2 separate regions of the Arabidopsis thaliana genome follow, and region 1 is linked to region 2. A link is a contact called in public ChIA-PET data. All regions are on one chromosome and are shown on one strand. The core of a region is the stretch at or near the end of the contact, and the rest is flanking DNA. Distances in the headings are between cores, read along the strand shown.

Region 1 (6,519 bases), core at 302-2,801, 37 kb after region 2:
GGATTCCTTTGGACTCTTTTCACTCTTTTTCTTGGATTTTTGTTGCTGCTGGATACCTCAGGTAGACTGGCTTCAGGTGACAAATCAAAGGACCGTTCAGGAGATATTGGAATATCACTCTCTTGAATTCCACCAAGCTGACTTCCAGATTCTGAACATATACTAAAATTTCTACAGAGGACAGAATCAATTTTCTCTAGAAAGCCGCTGAATTGGACTCCAGAAGACGAAGCTATCCCATTTTCGCATGAAATCTCCGCTTTTATTTTATAAAGTTCAGTTTCATCGCAATCTTCAGTATTATCCTGTACTTGTAAGCAAACACCTAGTTAGCCCAAATAGATTCCAAACAAAAAAAATTCAAAACCCAAGGGAACTTGTCACTTTGATTACCTCTACGTTAGATTCAGGCAACCTTATAGCAACCCTGCAACAACAACAAGAATGGTGTATAAGAGCCGTGAAACACTAAATGAACGCAGGCGACAAAAAAAAGTGGAAAACCATCCACCGAGCTTGTGACATTATAAGTTAAAAAATAAAACACCTTTCAAGAAGCATTTTGCGCCGCTCCTTCAGTGTGAGATGTTCAAGATCATCACTCCTTTCAGTTTCTCCGACTCTATTAAAATTCTCTACAGCATTACTACAACATCCTAGAATGTTGTTCTGTGGTCTTATGTTTCCAGAATCTTTAAGACCTTGACTACAACCAATGTTCATAGATTCCAATATTTCCGTGCTTACAGATTCAGTAGCATCACAATTTGACACTACACCCTGGACACTAGATACTCAGTTCTCTAAACTTACATAAGTGAAATTGAATTTAACAAAAACAAAGACTTCGTTACCAGCTCATTGAAGCAATCTTCTTCTTCTCTTTTCAAGACACTATCAACATTCGATCTAAGAAACAAATGAAAACATATGTGAAAACAAAAACGAAAAGTGAAATTGAAGAAAACGTAAACCAATGACAGTACTCACGCAGGAACATAAGCAGCGATACGTTGAGAGACTCTTTCACTCGATAGCAATAAACTCCGCCGTGACGTCAAGGGGAGATGGTCTTCCTCAAGGAATGTAAAATCAGACTCCGATGAAGAGATGTTGGTAGGTTCATGGCACATCTTATACATTTGAATTAGAGTAATACAGAGGAAAAGTACATGGAGACTGAAGAAAATTGCTATAATCGAGATTTCTCCAAATTTGCTAATTGCGTATAGAGCTACAAAAGCGAATTAGATAATAAGAGAGAAGGGTTTGTTAAGAAGGTAAGGAGAATGAAGAAAGGAATCTCCTTTGGACATGAACACAAGGAGAAGAATCTCAGATTGTCGAAACCCTGGTAATAAACATGAAGAAGCTTTTGTGTCACTCACTTTTATGAACAATAAAAAAGTTGTTTTTAGCCAAATTGAAACATAACCAGTGAAACGGAGACCTTACCTCAGCATATTCGATGAAACACTGAAATTGAGACGCTCTTACTGATTAACAAGTTAAGAAAGAAATCGTTTTTTTTTTTTGTGTGTGTTTATCATCGAAACAGAGGGGAAACAGGAGGGAGCGAAGAGAAAGGTTATTTTATTTGGGCTAATGGGCCAATAAAAATAGAACCTAAAGGCCCATAGATGTAAACCCTAAGCTATAAATAAAAGACTTCGTCTTTGATTTCGCCGCAAGATATTATCTTCACGAAAAGATCCGATTTTTTTGTTCTGATTTTCTGTTAAAATCTGAATTTTTCGCTACGAAATCTTAGGTTAAGAATAGCATATAAGGAACAGATTTGTGATAGGAGTCTTTAAGCTTAGCACTCATGTATAGCTTAAAAGAAATCTTATGTTCCGATGCTAAATCAAACATCTTCATTGATGGTTTGGAGTCTCTGGACATGTAGCATTCTGGGAATTTTTTTTCCCGTGGATTCTAGCATTTTCTCGAGATTCGACATCTTCCTATGTTTTTAATTCTGATCTTATGTTTGGATATTTTAGATCTTCGAATTTCTATGATAAAGTGTTAACCTTTTCTCAAATAAAGGTTTTGTGAAAATTTGCTTTTTGATGCTGCTCTATGATGATTCTTTTTGCTTTAACCACACTGAAAAGATGGGGTTGAGAATGTGATTTTGCTCTTCTTGATTCAAACCAGAGAAAGATTAGATTTGATCTCGGAGTTTCTTGATGACACTTTGATCTAAGTTGCTTGAAGGGGATTCTTTTTCTCCTTTGTGGTTTAGATTAAGGTAGAGAGTAATGTCGAGCTCTTATCAACATTTTTCATGGTTTGAGGCTTGAAGAACATTCACGTTTTTCAAGCTCACTCATGTGGACAACCTTGGCCCTTGTCTGAGAAGCAGCTTTTTCTCATATTCAGTTTTTCTAAATTTGTTGTTTTAAAAAAAAAAATTGGTTTGTTTTTTTGGCTGTTCTATGATGATTATATTGCTTTAACCACACTGAAAAGATGGGCTTGAGAATGTGATGTGGTTCTTCTTGATTTAATCCAAAGAAAGAGTTCTTGAGCTATATGTATTGCTTGATGACACTTTGATCTAAAATACTTGAAGGGGATTTGTTTCCCTTTGTGTTTTAGATCAAGGAAGAGATCAGTGTAGAGCTCTTGTTCGATATTTTTCTTAGTTTAAATCTTGAAGAACATTATCATTTTCTCAAGCACTCATATGTGGAATCATTGTGCCCTTTGTCTGAGAAGCAGCTATGAATTCTGTTTTTGTCTTCGATATTGTTAAACGTAGCTGATTTGTAAGATTACTTTGTGATCTTTTTTGGATGCTTGATATGTATCCAACCAAGAGTGGGTTTCTTCTTACAAAGATATTGAGTTAGGAATTTTAATGTCATTTTATGTTCGAATTGGGGAAAATTCACAAAAAATTGGGAAAATAGAAGAGAGCATTATTCGATGTTTACCACATGGTGGAATAATTTGACAGAACAATGTACTTTGGGAATGACATATGGAACAAACTGTGTAAACCAATTTGATGATGAAGGTGAACGAGTTACATATAGGAGACTTACACTTCCATAATAATATTCAGAAACTATATGAAAGTGTATCTTTCTTTATTACTAAAACTCTTTTCTAATAAGAAATGTGTAAACTATGTAACTCGGCAACGGTTCCAGACTCTCTAATCCTAAATCAATGTTAAAGGCGTAAGGCTCTTGAACCTGTTCATTGTGAGCTTTGAACTAAGTATTCAATTTTTTGGACAATCCGAAAAACACAACAGTATAACTACAAATGGATTAGTCCCATTTGGGCGTAGTCTCATTCGTTTGGACGAGAAACACAACGAAAAACCTAGCCAATTTTGTTGTTCTCATGTATGGGCTTAATTGGGGACTAATCCATCTGTGGTTCCCCTTGTTTCCATAGTTCGTAATTTTATTCGTTTTTCGTCTTAAGTTTTCCCTTCTTTAGGTTTAGTTTCCGGAGATATTTTTGTTTTCCGCCGGCTTTGTGTTTCAAATTTGTATTCCACCCTTTGTATTTCACAACCTATAATACAATGGAAAAATTCTGGATGAAAAAAAGAAAAAGAACACAGTATATAGAAAAATCTGAATCACAGTACTAACATCATTGATTTTCTGCTACAAAAATGAGTGTACACTGATTCTTAAAATAGATACGGGCTATAACATAACAAAAAGAAAAAGTGGGGGATGGCTTTTGCAATAATCTCGAAAGAGTTTCTCACTCACATCACACCCTTGGTTTATAAATAAAACTCATTGATCTTGACGGTGAAAATATCGCCACCTGTTAATTTGTAAAAAGGTTTCAGTACACTTAGCTACACTGGATCCAAGTCTAGTGCTAAACTCAAACCTCGTGGTTTTAGACCAAAATCTCTTCTTCTTCGTTTCCTTCTTCCTCATCATATCTTTCATCTTCTCCACCAGAATTTGTTTTAGGCTCTCCTTCTTCTGTTTCTTTTTCTCCCAAAGAAACAATTAGATATGGAGAACCTTACCCTAGTTTCTTGCTCAGCTTCTTCTCCAAAGCTGTTAATTGGATGCAATTTCACTTCCTCGCTGAAAAACCCTACTGGGTTTTCTCGTCGGACTCCTAATATTGTCCTCCGGTGTTCCAAAATATCTGCCTCTGCTCAATCTCAATCTCCCTCTTCGCGTCCGGAGAACACTGGAGAAATCGGTTAGTTTGCAAATTCCACTCGACACTCTATTATAGCAAATGCCAAAATTTTCCGGAAAAATTTCCAGTTTATTACTTTTATCTATCTTATTGAAACTCAAATTGCGAACCCTTTTCGACTGGTTTAATATGAGCTTATGAATTGCTATATCTCTTAAAAAAATCCACACTTTGTGAATTTGCAATTTGAATTCTTGTAGAAACCATTCATTGTTAGAATTGTTTACTTTAAGTTTATGTTCGATTTGCAGTGGTTGTGAAACAGAGAAGCAAAGCTTTTGCAAGTATATTTTCTTCGAGTCGTGATCAACAGACAACTTCTGTTGCTTCCCCTAGTGTGCCTGTGCCACCACCATCTTCATCAACCATGTAATTTTCCTGGTTTTGGACAATGTGCTTAGTTTGTATGTCGTTTGATTCTTGGTTATTAAATTGTGTTTTTTCTTTTTTCTTGTAGAGGATCACCACTTTTCTGGATTGGTGTTGGTGTTGGTCTATCAGCTTTGTTCTCATATGTGAGTATCAAGATTCCTTCCTAATTTTTTTTTCCTCTATAAATATTCTTTCTTGCTTCAATATTGATTAATAAGTGCTTGACCTTTTTTCTTTTCTGATGGCATTGCAGGTAACTTCAAATTTAAAGGTACAGATACTTGGCCCTCTGGTTTTACGGGACTTTTGTTCTCTAGTCTGTTGCAGAACCACGATTTTATGCTTCATGTCAACTCTAGTGTATTGTGCTCATGTATCTGAGATAGTTTTATTCACTAAACTGGTTATCTTAACAAGGTGAACTGTTTGCTCACACTTGTTGAACCGTTTATATAAGCATCGAACTTTTGCCTCTCTTTTTTTGGGTAGTCACTTGATTCGTAGATGGTAACCTACATACCATTATGGTTTTAGTGATGCAACTCAGGTATTCAGACTTATAGTCATTTTCGCAACTCCAGTATTTGATTGAAATATATTATACAAGTTGTCATTGCTTTCTCTCATTATTCTCTAACCGGCTGTTACTCTCTTTGGATTTTTTTTTTTGCTTTGGTTTAGAAATATGCAATGCAAACAGCTATGAAGACGATGATGAACCAAATGAATACGCAAAATAGCCAGTTTAATAATTCTGGATTCCCATCAGGATCACCTTTTCCGTTTCCATTTCCTCCTCAAACAAGTCCTGCTTCCTCGCCATTCCAATCTCAATCCCAGTCTTCAGGTGCTACCGTTGATGTGACAGCGACAAAAGTAGAGACACCTCCTTCAACTAAACCGAAACCTACACCTGCAAAGGATATAGAGGTGGATAAGCCAAGTGTTGTCTTAGAGGCAAGCAAAGAGAAGAAAGAAGAAAAGAACTATGGTAGATTCTTTTTCTGTTTCAGAAATCAACGTCTTTTCATTTGTATTCTCAATTTTGACTTTCTTCCTTTCTCATTTTCCAAGCTTCTAACTTGGAAGCTGATTTACTTTTGGATGCAGCCTTTGAAGACATTTCACCCGAGGAAACCACAAAAGAAAGCCCATTTAGCAACTATGCAGAAGTCTCTGAAACTAATTCCCCCAAAGAAACTCGCTTGTTTGAGGATGTAAGTTTCGTTTTCTTTTGTATTTCCACAGCACACCAAGTGGTGATTTAAAAACGTGACATAGTTTTGCTAACCTTCTATGCTCTCTTATTGATCTCTGGGTGAAGGTCTTGCAAAATGGAGCTGGTCCGGCAAATGGTGCCACTGCTTCAGAGGTTTTTCAATCTTTGGGTGAGTTATTGAATTTCAGTTTTCATCACTATCAGCGCACTGTGCATGATTCATGATTAAGGCTACGGATTTCAATTTTATTTTATAGCATATGCCAACAATTATAAACAAAGGAAGATATGAAATTGGTGATAAAGAGGAATGAGTTGGCTTCAAAAGGATCTACTCCGTTACTTTTGTCCTTCTGCTAGTCGTTGATCTGTATTGGTATAACCATATAAGACTTGCAGGATATTACCTTGGCAATCTGTTTCATATCTCATGTGTTATGATTCTTTTTTCTTATATGCTCACGTTATTGTCTCTCTTTTCCTTATTCTAAATTTAAAACTGAATCCTGAGTCTGTCTATTGTTTACACAGGTGGTGGGAAAGGAGGGCCGGGTTTATCTGTAGAAGCTTTAGAGAAAATGATGGAAGATCCAACAGTCCAGAAGATGGTTTACCCGTAACTCATCTTCCCTAGCACATTGTCTTTAAATGCATCCATTAAGTTTATCTTTAAAACTGGTTGCTTAGTGGACATTTGGTAACATTGCATGTATAAATGCAGATACTTG
Region 2 (6,917 bases), core at 3,309-5,808:
TGAGAATCCGTCCTTACCGCGTTTGTAAATAAACCCCGACTTTTGGTTGTTAATGGAAGCTTGATATAAATATGATCTATGGAGTTTGTTGTGAAGAAGCAGAGAAAGAATGATAAGAATATTTCAAAATGCAACTTGAAACATTTTGTGATCAATGTCTACGGATTTTTGGATCTATGTATGCATACATTGTGTGTTTTATGTACTTAAGAAAGAATAATGATCAGTATCCATATGAAATCTCAACTCAGATCTCTCCCTCTCTCTACATTTCGGCTGCAAAAAAAAAAAAAAAAACTTGAAACCCTCTAGCCAACCAAGAGGCTTTCAAAAAAATATCCAAACTTTCACCACATTTTGATGATCTTCCAATTATATAACTTATGATCACACCACCAGATCAACCTCAAAAAACTAAAAACCCGAAAACCCAAAAACAAAAACTCATACATTGATCATCCACTTTATAATCAAATCATCAATGGAACTTGAGAAGAGGAACCTCCAAATTTCTTCATTTTGGTAGTGATATTCTCTCTCTCTGTGCAAAAATCAACACTCTTGAGCAGCTTGGCTCTCTACGTGTTCTCCTTCTTTTACGCTGAGAATTTCATCGTCACAAAGATATATACTGCATACATGTTTCTGAGTATATATAGAGAGAGAAAGATGAAACAAAAAAATAAAAAATCCAATATATATAAAAATCCAAATTGATCAAGAAAGTCATTTCTCGTGCCAATCTGGTCTGCCTAATGTAAACTCCAAACTTGGATTTTCACAACTAAGATTTCCACACCTCTTTGCTTGATCATTCGACCTTTGCTCCTGCCAATTTTAACTTTATATTAGATTAAAGGACAAAAAAAACACTAAGAAAGGCAATATCTATCTATACAAATATGATTAGATGGGAATTATCAGAACCTGATTTTGAATGCTGGATCTTTGATAATGAGAGATCATTGATGTTGATGAAGTTCTGATCATTGTATCTATGTCGCTTGAGCAGTTATTACTTAATGGCCATGTCTCTCTATTTTATGATTTAAGAAAAGAAAGAAAACAAATTAAGGACAAATTGTATTTATTGATGTATAGATGCCCTAAAAATAAAATAAAAATCACTACACACAAATTGCGTTTTTTTGCAACTTGCTATATGACCACAATCTACATGTCATACTTATGAAGCAAAATTCGTTTATCCTAGTCTTCCTAGATGAATCTTAAGAACCCAAACCAAATTATAATTAAAAAAAAAAACTTGGTACATATAATTAAAGTTCATCAGCCATAAACCCTAACCAATTTCATCTCATTGTAACCAAAACCATCACTCAAATTTTTTCCCCTTAAACTGAACGAAAACAAACTTAAAATATCATCTAAAAACTATTTTTGTTAGAAGAAAATGGATAGATGTGGGATAAACCAAACAATTGTCGTATGAATTACTTGGTAGGAAGTAGGAACAATTAGGTGAGAGAACCCTAAACCCTATCTCAAATTTCGTCAATCTTATTCTTACCTAATGTTTATATATACTTATCGTGTGTATAATACATGTACGTATATACGTAAACGTACCGTGAAGAGTTACTCCAACGAGGTTGTGTGGAAGAAATGTCAGTTTCTTGATGAAGAGAAGTATCATCAGATTGTGCCCTTTGATCCGTCGATGATTGATGATGAACTTCGTTTCCATTTATGCCCATTTCTTCTTCTCCTGACCCATCTGAAATTTTATTTTAACTTTTTATCAAGTTTCGTTGTCTCAAATCAATCACTTATACCCTATAAGGAATCTCATTTAAAACTGAACGATTCTTGTAAGCTTTTTTGTAAAAGACAATGCAGTGAAGAAATTGTTTTTCTTAAAAAATAATTTCAGCATTTCGTGTTGACCAACCTAATATGTGTCTCAAAAAATAGTTTTACAGACTCGAAAATTGTGCCAAATAAACTTTTAATTGGTTAAAGAAAATCCATATGAAACAAGTGGTTTTTCTTTATTCTTAATTCATGAACTTTGCTTGGATATGAGTTTACACTTCACACGTTTTAAATTTAATCTTTTACTCGATTTTTTTTTCTTAGAGAACATCAATATTGGGGATATATGTTTGTTTGGTTTGCTTTGAACTTTGACCACTCAACTTTAGGGTTCAATCAAAGGAAGGATAAAAGCCTTGAGCTTGACCAATATCTTAGGGCTCGTTTTTTATTATTTTGGGGAAAGGGAATAGTAGAAATAGTAGAATCAAATAGTAAAAATAACAGAAATAATTTCACGTCATTATATCTCTACATACATACAAATATCGAATCACAGCTTCAAATTCTGATTGAGAACTAATTTCTTATAAATATTGTAGTCAAAAAAAGCTATAATAGTGATTATATTGGACCTCCATTTCTATAAAATTCTGGTGGAGAATCCTAAGCTTTATTGTATATCTGTCTTATGTTATTTTTTGGTGAATTGTATATCTTTCTTATTAAAAGCCAGTACCATTTCTTTAGCATATATAAAGCTGAAAAAAGCTATACTAAAGAAATGTGAATATGCATAACATTATATGTGTGTGTGTGTGTAAAGGAATCACACGTACCTGATGAAGCAGCAGGCTTGTTAGTGGTCTTAACAGTTCGATACATCTGCAAAAAAAAAAAAATTAAAGGCATGATGAGAGCTCTAAAACTAGAATAAACCATAAATCCAATTAAAGACACAGGAAAAAACCAAAATAAATATCGGACAAAAGATACTGATAAACTAAATAGATTTATTTTTGTATAATGTGATACAGAATTACAGATGACAAACTGGAGAGATATATGCAGACACATATGAACTTTATATTATTAAATAAATAATATATGTAGTACATATGTGTGGTTTTCTGGGTTTGTCTTGGAACTGATGATGTATATATAATTAATTATTTATGATTTTAAGACCACGAGGTTGATGTCTGAAAGAAGGTTGAGTAATAGAAAGATTGTATTATTATCATTGAGTAATGATGACTACTTTTGTCCCCTCTTCCTAATTTAAAAAAGAAAAAATGAATTATAATCCAAAATAACTTCTATCTATCATCTCAATTCTCCATTGTTTAATAATTCTCTGAAAGGTTTCAGTCACTTAAAGCTATAACTACTCTCTCTTTTTCTCTCTTTAAATTCATTCAACTGCTTCAATTTTCTTGGCAATTGTGCCATCTCTTCCAAAATATGACTAAACTTAAAGCAAAGACAAAACAAGAAAATAAAAGTAACACATCAGAATTGGAGCTCTATTCATTGCTCTGATGATATATACGTACACAAAAACCTTGTTTCTTGATTCAGCTGTTTTTGTGCAAAACGCAAAGGAGAAGAGAGTGACATGATGGTGATGAAAACTATGAAATATCCCTAATTATAGAAAATCTTGATTGGTAACGAACTAACTCGACTAGATTAAACCTAAATTAACAAATAAAAATTGATTCTTTGTTGTGTCTAATTTAATTTCAAATAGAGTATAGATTATACCTGCAAATGGCTCTTCACATGTGCTAAAGTTAAGTCTTTTACATCCATGAGCTCAAGAACCGACTTTGGAGTTGCTCCTAGAATCACAACAACAACAAGAATAAAAGATTTAAGACTTTGAGAATAAAGTGAAGAAAAATGGGAATGATCATTAGAATGTGATTATGATATAAATGTGTACTTTCATGGCCGCCTAGAAGCTCAACAGCGTGAACAAACCGCGCGTGGAGGCTACTAGTCCAACGCATCCTTGGAGCTCTCATGCTTCGCTTTGTCGGCATCTTAGGCAAGAATCTTGATCTGATCATCCCATGATGATGATGGTTATGGTGATGAGGAGAAGACGAATCTGAAGATCCAACGACTCCATACTGATTATGATGATGATGATGATGCAAAGGAACACCTTTAAGCCTCGGGGAAGATTGTAATGATCGGTAAGCGTTGTTGTAGCCGGAAGATGAGTTTAAGATTGAGATTTGATCCATGTCTCCTCCTCCAAGAGAAGGTAATGAAGAGTTTTGTTGGTGGAAAGGGAATGAACGGTTGTGATAGACCGGGATGCCTCTAATTGGACGGTGGAGATTACTAATCTCGGATTCATCGACCCTTTGATGAACACCATTGATGATAGGGTTGTTGTAATGCTGCTGATGAGGAAGATTAAGGGTTCTTCGATCAGGACAATGGAAGATTCTTGCTGTTGGATGGTTATGATGAGATAAAGAGAGTTCAAAGTTGGACGATCGGTTGTTGTTTTCGAGTTGGGAGGATCTTCTTGAAGATTCTTTAGAAGATTCATTGTGATGGTATTGATGAATATCTGGGAGACTGATGTGGAGAGATAGATCAGGGAGAGTAGTTGTTGTGTTTGTTTTGGTTTTCTCTAGAAAAACACCTTCCATAGACATAATTAAAGAAACCTTTCTCTTGCTATTGCTGCCACTGAAGTTGTTGATGATGATAAGGATGATGATGGTGATGATGATGATGACTATTCTTTTGTTTTTTTTTTCTCCTGAGGGTTTTGCTTAGGAATTTAAAATGATTTTCTCTAAGGAGAAGAGAAAGCAGAGAGATTCTTTAGGCAAAGAAGTCAAAAGGGTGTCTGAAAGATTTGATATTTTTTTTGTTCTCTTTCTCTCTCTATATCTCAGAAAGAAAGGAGAAAGTGAGAGAGATGAAGTTAAAGAGAAGCTTAGAAGAAGAGAGAGAAGTTGAGTGATGATCTTCTTGAAGAAACAAACATGCTCAAAGTAAGACGCAGAGAGAGAGAAAAAGAAGGAAGAGAGAGATAGAGAGAGGTATGTGTGTTGTGAAGCAAAGGCAGAAGAGAAAAAAGGAATAAAACTAAATCCAGGAAAATTAAAAACAGGTAAGAGAGAGAGATATATGTGTGTTCGTTCATGTACATGTATGTGTATGTGTATGTGTGAGATGTTGTTCCTCGAGAGTATATCTTGGAAAACGATAGTTGAGAAAGGGTAATATTGTCATTCGCTATATTCCAAATATTGGAAGCTTTTTATTTTATTTTGGGATGGTATTTCAATTTGTCTTTTTCACCTTTCAACAAGTAAACCCATCTATCAATATAATATAAATTATTTTACGGCTAGATTAATTGATTTCATGTTTTAGTTTATTCGTTTAAACTACTGAAATTTTGATTTCCATAGATAAAGTTGAAGAATAATAGCAAAATAAATCTTGTTTTCTATCAATTTAGTAGATGAAATTTTCAAATGTAAAGTGTATTTAATAATCGACCAATTTCATAGATGAAAAGCATACAACTTTTAACAATAAAAATTAATACGATTATCATCCATTAAAACCTTAACAATTTGAGTAATAAATCAAAAACTCAATTGATCTTTAAAATAATAATGTTCACAGATTATCATGAAGAATAATAATTAAAAATGTTGGAGAAGAGTACAAGAGGAGAGAGAATAAAGGGTCGCTCTCTTCTGTCCTATCTAATCTATAGTCAAAGCAAAAGCCAAAATTAAATTAAATAAATAAATAACAAGAAGAAAAAAACAAACACAAGACCTATTCTAAAATAAATAAAAAGTTTCATTATAACCAAAAAAAAATAAAATAAAAAAAGAGAGAGTGCTTTGATTTTGGTACCCCGGAGACGACGGGATACATATGTTGAGACTTGAGAGAGAGAAAGAGACTGTGTCCTCTCTGACTCCTTTTTTATTTTCTCCCCCACTCTCTTCGCTTCTCACTTCACTCTCTATTCACATCTTATTATAATAATTCCTTATACGATTTTGGAATCAAACAAATTCAAGTTTCTGACCGTAGATTGTTCAACTATACCTAAAGAGATAAATATACATTAAATATCAGTACGTTCTTGAGTTTATGAATAGCTCGTATAGACATTTAGTTCCTAGAGATGTGACTACAATATCAACCGGCTACTTGTTTGACCGTTTTGTGTTGTCTATCAATTAGAGCCAAATCGAAGTCATATACATGTCGCTTTAAAATACGTACTTGAAAAGAAATAAAATTAGGCAGATTTATATATATTTTTGACTTGTTTGTGTCGAATGTAATAATGTATGCATTCTAGTGTTTCTGTTTTCTTTGTACTCGACATTTTTACATTCACATTGTTCGTTTATAATTCTACAAAAAAAATTATGGAGTTGACTTTATCTACTGTGAAACAGAAATATGTCATACTGAAAAATAATGAAAAATATACAAAATTGAATAGTATTTAACTATTCGTATGTTTTTGTCAAAGAATTATTATATTTTTTTATCCCACTTTTAATTTGGAATATATAAACTCTGTGTTTTGCCTTCCAAAGGTACGGAAATTATTGTCTTAGAAAGTATCTTTCTCTTCAAATACATACATATATGCATACGTGTGTACAATACAAGGTGCCCTCGTACGTATATAAACCAAGTGTCATATAAAGAATTCGATCAATTATTGTAACGTAACATGCATGCTTTTAGATTATACGTGAAGTTAAATATATATTAGACCTAAGAAAATACTCAGCCAGAAAGTGGATTTTGTTTGTTTCCCTTAATAAACAAAAACAAGTGAACCCTAAAGAACCTAAATATTTGCTTCTAATTCCCTTTTCATTCTCCCAAATATTCCTTCTCAATTTAATAACTCTTTTCTAATTTTCTTTAAATTGTCTTCTAAGAAAAAAAATAAACTATTCACTCCTCACATGACCATATCAATACAACATCTCGACAAATCATTAATGCCTTGAAATAAAAATATGATAAATTGTAAGACTATGTTTATATATCAGGAAATTTAAATAAGTGAGATTTTATTCGTTGATTATACAGTAATATATATTTTTCTTATTAGATAT

Evidence for each region. ChIA-PET counts read pairs in DNA pulled down with a chosen protein or histone mark.
Region 1: an H3K4me3 ChIA-PET map of shoot shows a contact between it and region 2, with 10 read pairs. The contact joins the promoter of AT5G16610 here to the promoter of AT5G02555 in region 2. A contact is called at or near these places in 6 of 26 Hi-C or Micro-C datasets (cotyledon, root, rosette leaf and 1 more) and 1 of 2 datasets of contacts at active chromatin or transcription factors (shoot).

What each region holds. Positions count from the first base shown.
Region 1 is chr5:5,446,804-5,453,322 of TAIR10.1, forward strand. It overlaps AT5G16610, which reads right to left and starts at 1,552. Exons shown (of 12, transcript NM_203062.2): 1 at 1,456-1,552; 2 at 991-1,351; 3 at 855-909; 4 at 548-780; 5 at 394-427; 6 at 1-305. The coding sequence starts at 1,142. AT5G02565 (a small nucleolar RNA gene) reads left to right here and starts at 2,115; the gene lies at 2,115-2,367. It overlaps AT5G02575 (a small nucleolar RNA gene), which reads left to right and starts at 2,437; the gene lies at 2,437-2,726. TIC40 (hydroxyproline-rich glycoprotein family protein) reads left to right here and starts at 3,817. Exons shown (of 14, transcript NM_121668.4): 1 at 3,817-4,200; 2 at 4,452-4,569; 3 at 4,658-4,715; 4 at 4,826-4,843; 5 at 5,254-5,563; 6 at 5,683-5,789; 7 at 5,897-5,960; 8 at 6,323-6,407; 9 at 6,513-6,519. The coding sequence starts at 4,005.
Region 2 is chr5:5,406,639-5,413,555 of TAIR10.1, forward strand. AT5G02555 (a long non-coding RNA gene) reads left to right here and starts at 4,559. Exons shown (of 1, transcript NR_142609.1): 1 at 4,559-4,993. It overlaps KAN (Homeodomain-like superfamily protein), which reads right to left and starts at 5,128. Exons shown (of 6, transcript NM_121662.3): 1 at 3,725-5,128; 2 at 3,544-3,620; 3 at 2,616-2,661; 4 at 1,591-1,738; 5 at 928-1,036; 6 at 225-828. The coding sequence starts at 4,454. The coding sequence ends at 727. It overlaps AT5G16550 (voltage-dependent L-type calcium channel subunit), which reads left to right. Exons shown (of 3, transcript NM_121661.5): 3 at 1-249. The coding sequence ends at 3.